Regions from separate parts of the Zea mays genome. Here region 2 is linked to region 1. A link is a contact called in public Hi-C data. All regions are on one chromosome and are shown on one strand. The core of a region is the stretch at or near the end of the contact, and the rest is flanking DNA. Distances in the headings are between cores, read along the strand shown. Region 1 holds the start of LOC100283973 (antiporter/ drug transporter/ transporter). Region 2 holds the start of LOC100279267.

Region 1 (2,936 bases), core at 198-2,697:
CGACAGCTTAGTCTAGTTATTAGGATCTAGGATCAGCTACATGAACAAGCAGTTAGAACCCCGTTTTCTCTGAAGGATGGGCAAAACAGGAAGCAATTTCTAGGTGCACAAGGATGCCTCAAATATGTGGCTCAATTCCTCGGCTTAATTCCTCTGATGTACATAGGCTCATTGAGCACCCAATCATGTTTACATACTTAAAGCACACATCAGATCACCATTAGTAGTTAGTGTAAATTGTAAAATATGGCAGAATGCACCATCTTCCCGTCTATTCCCCCCCATAATATTAATTCTTCGTGATTTAGCAAATGAATAATCAACTTCAGTTGGCAGTAAGATAACCAGAATGCCAACCTTAGCCATTGGGCCATAGAAAGTTGAGAGGTAAGTAATCACAGGTCACAGCAATGGGAGAGGGAGGGCACCTGAAATCGGCTGAAATTTGTTTTTGTCTCCCTCTCGAGGGCCAAACCAGCAACGGAATCAGCAAACCTCTGTGTCTCCTCCATGTCAATGTCAATGCAAGCGAGATGGAATCTACATCCCCCACACTGATCAGCATCCCCAACTCTTACCCGCTGCACCGTCCAAGGGCCGGTTCCAAGCCACCCAAGGCGGTGGCAGCCACCACCGTTCGCCACAATGGCGTCCTTCACCTGAGCGGCATCCCATTGAGGCTTGCCGGCAGTTGCCGCCTCGTCGCTCCTGAACCAGGCCTCCACAACTCCGGCAGTCTCCTCGCTGACACAGTGGACGGCTTGCCTCAGCTTATGCATATACTCATACACCTTGTCCGCATCCCCGGCTCTGGAGCTGACATCCAGCAGCGCGGCAAGCTCGGGCTCCTCAGGCGAGACGCCGGAGGCCGTCATGTGCGCCTCGACAGCGTAGGCCTTAGCGGCCTCCCCGGCACGCCGGAACGCCGCGAGGACGGGGCCGTAGGAGCGGAGGCGCGGGGAGAGGCCGTACTTGTCCTTCATTGTGGCCACGAGCTCGAACGCCTCATCGGCGGCCGACGCCGGGTCGGCGGCGATGACGCGCGCGAGGGAGGTTATGGTGGCCTCGGAGGGCGGCGCCGCGGCCTGGAGCATGTGGGCGAAGACACGGCGCGCGGCGGCGGCGGGGGGGCTGGGGAAGGAGGAGCGGTCGGTGGCGGCGAGGAGGTGGAGGAGTTGGTTGTACTGGTGAGCGGAGAGGCGGGGAACGGCGTCGGCGTCAGCGTCGACGGCGGCGTCGAAAGCGGCCATGGCGGCGGCCGCGTCCCCGCGGCGGGTGCAGTCGGTTAGGGTGCGCGAGAGGTCGGCGTTGGGGCCCTTGGAACCCCGCCGCGGCCGGCGGCGCGTGGTCGCCGTGGAAGCCATGGGGATGACGGTGACGGTTGCGTAGGCGTAGCAGCGGCGGCGGCAGTGCGAGAGTTGAGGAAGAGCCCTAAGAATAAACGGCGGGAATGAGCGGCCCATAAGCTGCTTCGGGCCATGGTGGAGGTGGTGGGAGGGAGTGGACACAGGCATAGCATGCCACATTCCCAGTCAAGGACGATTAGTCCCGTATCGCCGGTTCAGGTACATGAGACCGTGTATATAAGGAGCGTGGTGGCATTCTTGGCCGCGTCACAGGATGAAGTGAGCGGGCTTTCAAAGCCCTGGAAAGTCCCCGGGCCTTAATGCGCAGCGATGCGCCCACGGACACGTGTACGGCCCACGAGCTGGCTCTCCCTGCTTCGGTGGGGGGCTGAGACACGTGTGGAGCCCAATTAAAAGGGAGCCGGCTCTGGGTTAAATGGCCAACTTTGTCTCACAGTTATTCACTTGGTCCACTATTGGACTAACAGAACGGGGCTTACACTCCTGTGACGCACCTTTTTTTGTGTACATATTTTTACTCCAATGTTTTTTGGGTACGATAATCGATTCTATCAGAATTCCATGTGGTTACCTACTTACCGCGATGCACAAGCAGAGCAATAGCTTCGATCTCAGATAGTTCAGCAAGAATGTATTTTCAGTAGATTCTCCTTGTAAGCTGAAACCCCAACGTTTTTCAAGTACTATTTCAGTCCCTATTAACCAAAGGGTATGAGATCTGGGATCGACTATGGGGGTGTTTGGTTTTTAGGGACTAATGTTTAGTCCCTAAATTTTATTCATTTTAATTCCAAAATTGTCAAATATAGAAACTAAAACTTTATTTTAGTTTCTATATTTAACAATTTATACACTAAAAAGAAATAAAATGAAGGGACTAAACATTAGTCCTTAGAAACCAAACACCCTCTAACTTGTTTCAAATGGTTGTACATAGTCATTTATAGGGTGTGTTTGGTTGGGTTGTGGCTGTGAAAAAAGTTGCTGTGAGCTGTGGAAAAAGCTGATGTAAGCTGTTAAAAAGCTAAAAACCGTTTGGTGGAAACTACTAAAAGTTGTTAAAAATTCTTCGATATATGTTGTCACAGTTCCATCCGAAAAGCCACTAAAAGCAGGTCCATGGGTGCTTTTAGATTTGCACTACGAGAAAGTCGGCTTTTAGAAAAAGCTGCTTCCTGGATCCAGCCCTTTGGTTGGCTTTTGGCTTTTAGAGGGGCAAAAGTCAAAGCCAAAAGTCAAACCAAACACACTCATAGTCTGTTTGGTAGAGCTCCCGCTTTAAAGCATGTTTCGTAGAGCTCTCACTGATTCTAATTATCTGTTAGAAGTGATTTTCTGAGAAATGTCAGAAGTCATTGTCTGAGAGAAGTGATTCTGTGACTAAAAGTGATTATCAAATAAAATTATATCATATACTCTATAGAAAGTATATGACTATGCAGTTGGAGTGAATCCGGAGAAACAACATTTTTAGCTCTCACCTTTCAGTCCATTTTAAAGAATCATTTTATAGAATTCACTCTACAAGTGATTCTTAGAAAATTGTTACTAGGCATAGCTATGCAGATT
Region 2 (3,024 bases), core at 141-2,640, 140 kb before region 1:
GGAATTAAGGCTAGAGATGTTATTTGATAGAAGACGACTCATAAACGAATTGGACTATTGGTAGATGAGTGACTAAAAGACAATGAATCCACCTTAAAATGGATTAAGGGTGACCAACAAGCCATCGATATCACGAACAATTCCTATCTCTCGTTGCGACGAATTATTCTCTATCTTAATTTAACGTTGTAACGGTTTTTTGTTCATTTACATTTACAAATCTTATGGTTTATTTTGTAGTCGTAAAACAATTTTAGCATATTCTAATTGCTAAATTGAGTCGCTCGATGCTTTTAAGTTAAAACCATCTATCCACCCATCTAGCTGATACATTGATCCTATAAAAAAATAGAGGTCACGACGGCTGTGTGCAGCCGAGATGCCGTGGCAATGCACTCCGAGATGTGGCAGCCTAGATGTGGTGGTGCAAGGCCGAAATGTGATATTGCAGGCGACATAGGTGAATCGAGACTGAGCAGTGTCATAGACAAGGGGGCTGGCGGGGCCCATGGCCCTCTAACAAAAAAAAATTGTTTTCTAGTTATATATATATGGCTAAAATAAATAAGTTAGCTAATAACAAATTAGTATTTATTATATACTTAGCACATATATGTATTAATTGTTATGACTAGTGACTATAGTATATATATATATATTCTATTATTTATAATTATAACTATAGTTATATATATGTGTTGGTCCTCTCTAAAGGAAAATCCTACACGTTGCAGTGGCAGCCAGGATCGTGAATCGTGATGCTACATGCTCTGGTGGCCATCGTCGACCAGTGGTACTCCAGGGTCCACACACGTCGGCAGCTTCTGTGTATGCTCCCGAAATGGTGGATTTGAAATGATCCATCGAACATTTATTTATTCATATAAAAAACAGTAAAACATATACATCAAAGACAGTTTGGCCGAGTGGTCTAAGGCGCCAGATTTAGGCTCTGGTCCGAAAGGGCGTGGGTTCAAATCCCACAGCTGTCAAATATTTTTGAATTTTTTTGGCTCATTCCCTTCTGATTATTTTTCACTGATTCTCTTCTGATGAAATATATACTTACACCAAGGTGTACTAATATTTTAATTTTAAGATAAAAGAACTTCCCCGTTGTGTATGGCATAACGGCGAATAGTCCATCCATCATCAGCTTGAGACGGAGACGACAAGAACGACGCTACCTCACCATCTTAATCTTATTAGCAGCAAATAGCAGATGCAGATCAATAAACCCTTACCAAGCCCAATGCAGGGAGCAGATTCTCTCTCTCTCTCTTTCTCACACACACACAACCCCAATGATCCATACACACATTTTCATTTTTGAGCTGATATGTTGCCACAAAGCGAGGTTCTGGATGCAAAGTGAGCAGCCACAGGCCACAGCAGGTCAGCAGCCAATTGGAAGTCACTGTCTTCCTCTGAATATTCTGAGACCCTCCTCTCAACACTTTGTCGAGTTAACAAAGTCACCTCATCCAATCTTGCATCCCCATCTCTGTCTTTGCTCCTCCATGGCCATGGCCATGGCCCGACCTTGTGCTTTCCTTCTCTTCTTCCTAGTTCTTTTCTCCTACGACGGATCCGGTCCTGGGAGCAGCAGGAGGACTAGGAGGAGTGGCGTCGCGCAGGCCACGCAGAGAGTCTTCCTGTATCCACAGGCTCCCAAGGTCTCCTCCATCGTGAGCAGCAAGTACAGGACCGCGTACCACTTCCAGCCTCCCAAGAACTGGATCAACGGTACTCATCTCTTCTCTTCTCTTCTCTTCTCTTCTCTTCTCTTCTGTTGACTTTCCGTATGCCTTGTAATCCGAGGTTCTTTTACTGGATCAAGGAAAAGGAAGTTCGTCTGATTTTTTTTTTGCCTAACTGGAGGGAGTTTGACCTCCCTTCTCTTTCTGAATAAAAATTACTGGCGAGGTTAATTTCCCTAGTTGCCTAGCTCTGTGTTCATGGTATACATGTGAAAGGGAAGGTAGGTAGGCTACACAATACTTGTGCTGCACAGAGCCAAATTTTCTGTTGGTTCTTGCCGAATGCTGCACAGAGCCAAGATACATATTAGTGAAGGCTCACATTCATGGCACTGCTTTTACATTTTAGTGAAGTCATAGCAATGTTTTACCTAAAGGGATCGATGCTATTCCCTTTTCGCACTACATTGGCATAGTCTGAAGTATTGTGTTAAAGTTTTCAGTTAGGCAATGCATTCAGGCCAACTGAAAATTTGTCTGGAAATGCACTTTGCCCCCGTTTGGTCTTATATATGCTGATTATATTTTCATTTCAAGTTCCTGATACCATCTGAAAAGCATGTTTTGGACTCAGGGTCTTTGCCCTATCAAGTTTCTGATATCATCTTTTATTCTTTTCCCGTCCTTGAAAAATCCAAATGAATCGGGGACCGTTTCAAACAACGACTCAAAAAAAAAAGATCCAAATGGTATGTTATGCATCTCAAATTAAACACCAACCGCTTGCTTCCATACATACCAAACTGCAGTAGAAGAAGCTCCTCTTGATTTTCAGGACCAATGTACTACAATGGTATCTACCACCAGTTCTACCAGTACAACCCAAACGGCTCGCTCTGGGGCAACATAGTCTGGGCGCACTCGGTCTCCACAGATCTCGTGAACTGGATCCGGCTCGCGCCGGCGATAGAGCGGACGACTCCGAGCGACATCAATGGCTGCTGGACAGGTTCAGCCACCATCCTAAAGAGCGGCCGGCCTGCCATCATATACACCGGCGCCGACACCGAGAAGCGTCAGGTCCAGAACGTGGCGTTCCCCAAGAACCTGTCCGATCCGTACCTGCGGGAGTGGGTGAAGCCACACGACAACCCGGTGATCCAGCCGGTCGGACGAGGGCTGAACCCAGGCCAGTTCAGAGACCCGACGACCGGCTGGATCGGCCCGGACGGGCTGTGGAGGATAGCCGTCGGGGCCGAGGTCGACGGCCACAGCGCGGCGCTTCTGTACGAGAGCGAGGACTTCGTGCGCTGGGACAGAGTGG

What was found. A called contact is a pair of places that touch in the nucleus more often than the background predicts.
Region 2: a contact with region 1 is called in a Hi-C map of leaf, with 5 times the contacts expected there. The contact joins the promoter of LOC100279267 here to the promoter of LOC100283973 in region 1. A contact is called at or near these places in 12 of 25 Hi-C or Micro-C datasets (bundle sheath, ear, endosperm and 6 more) and 1 of 3 datasets of contacts at active chromatin or transcription factors (leaf).

What each region holds. Positions count from the first base shown.
Region 1 is chr3:147,531,536-147,534,471 of Zm-B73-REFERENCE-NAM-5.0, reverse strand. LOC100283973 (antiporter/ drug transporter/ transporter) reads right to left here and starts at 1,447. Exons shown (of 6, transcript NM_001156871.1): 1 at 429-1,447. The coding sequence starts at 1,364.
Region 2 is chr3:147,672,627-147,675,650 of Zm-B73-REFERENCE-NAM-5.0, reverse strand. It overlaps LOC100279267, which reads left to right and starts at 1,390. Exons shown (of 7, transcript NM_001360957.1): 1 at 1,390-1,746; 2 at 2,441-2,449; 3 at 2,536-3,024. The coding sequence starts at 1,521. TRNAL-UAG (transfer RNA leucine (anticodon UAG)) reads left to right here and starts at 913; the gene lies at 913-992.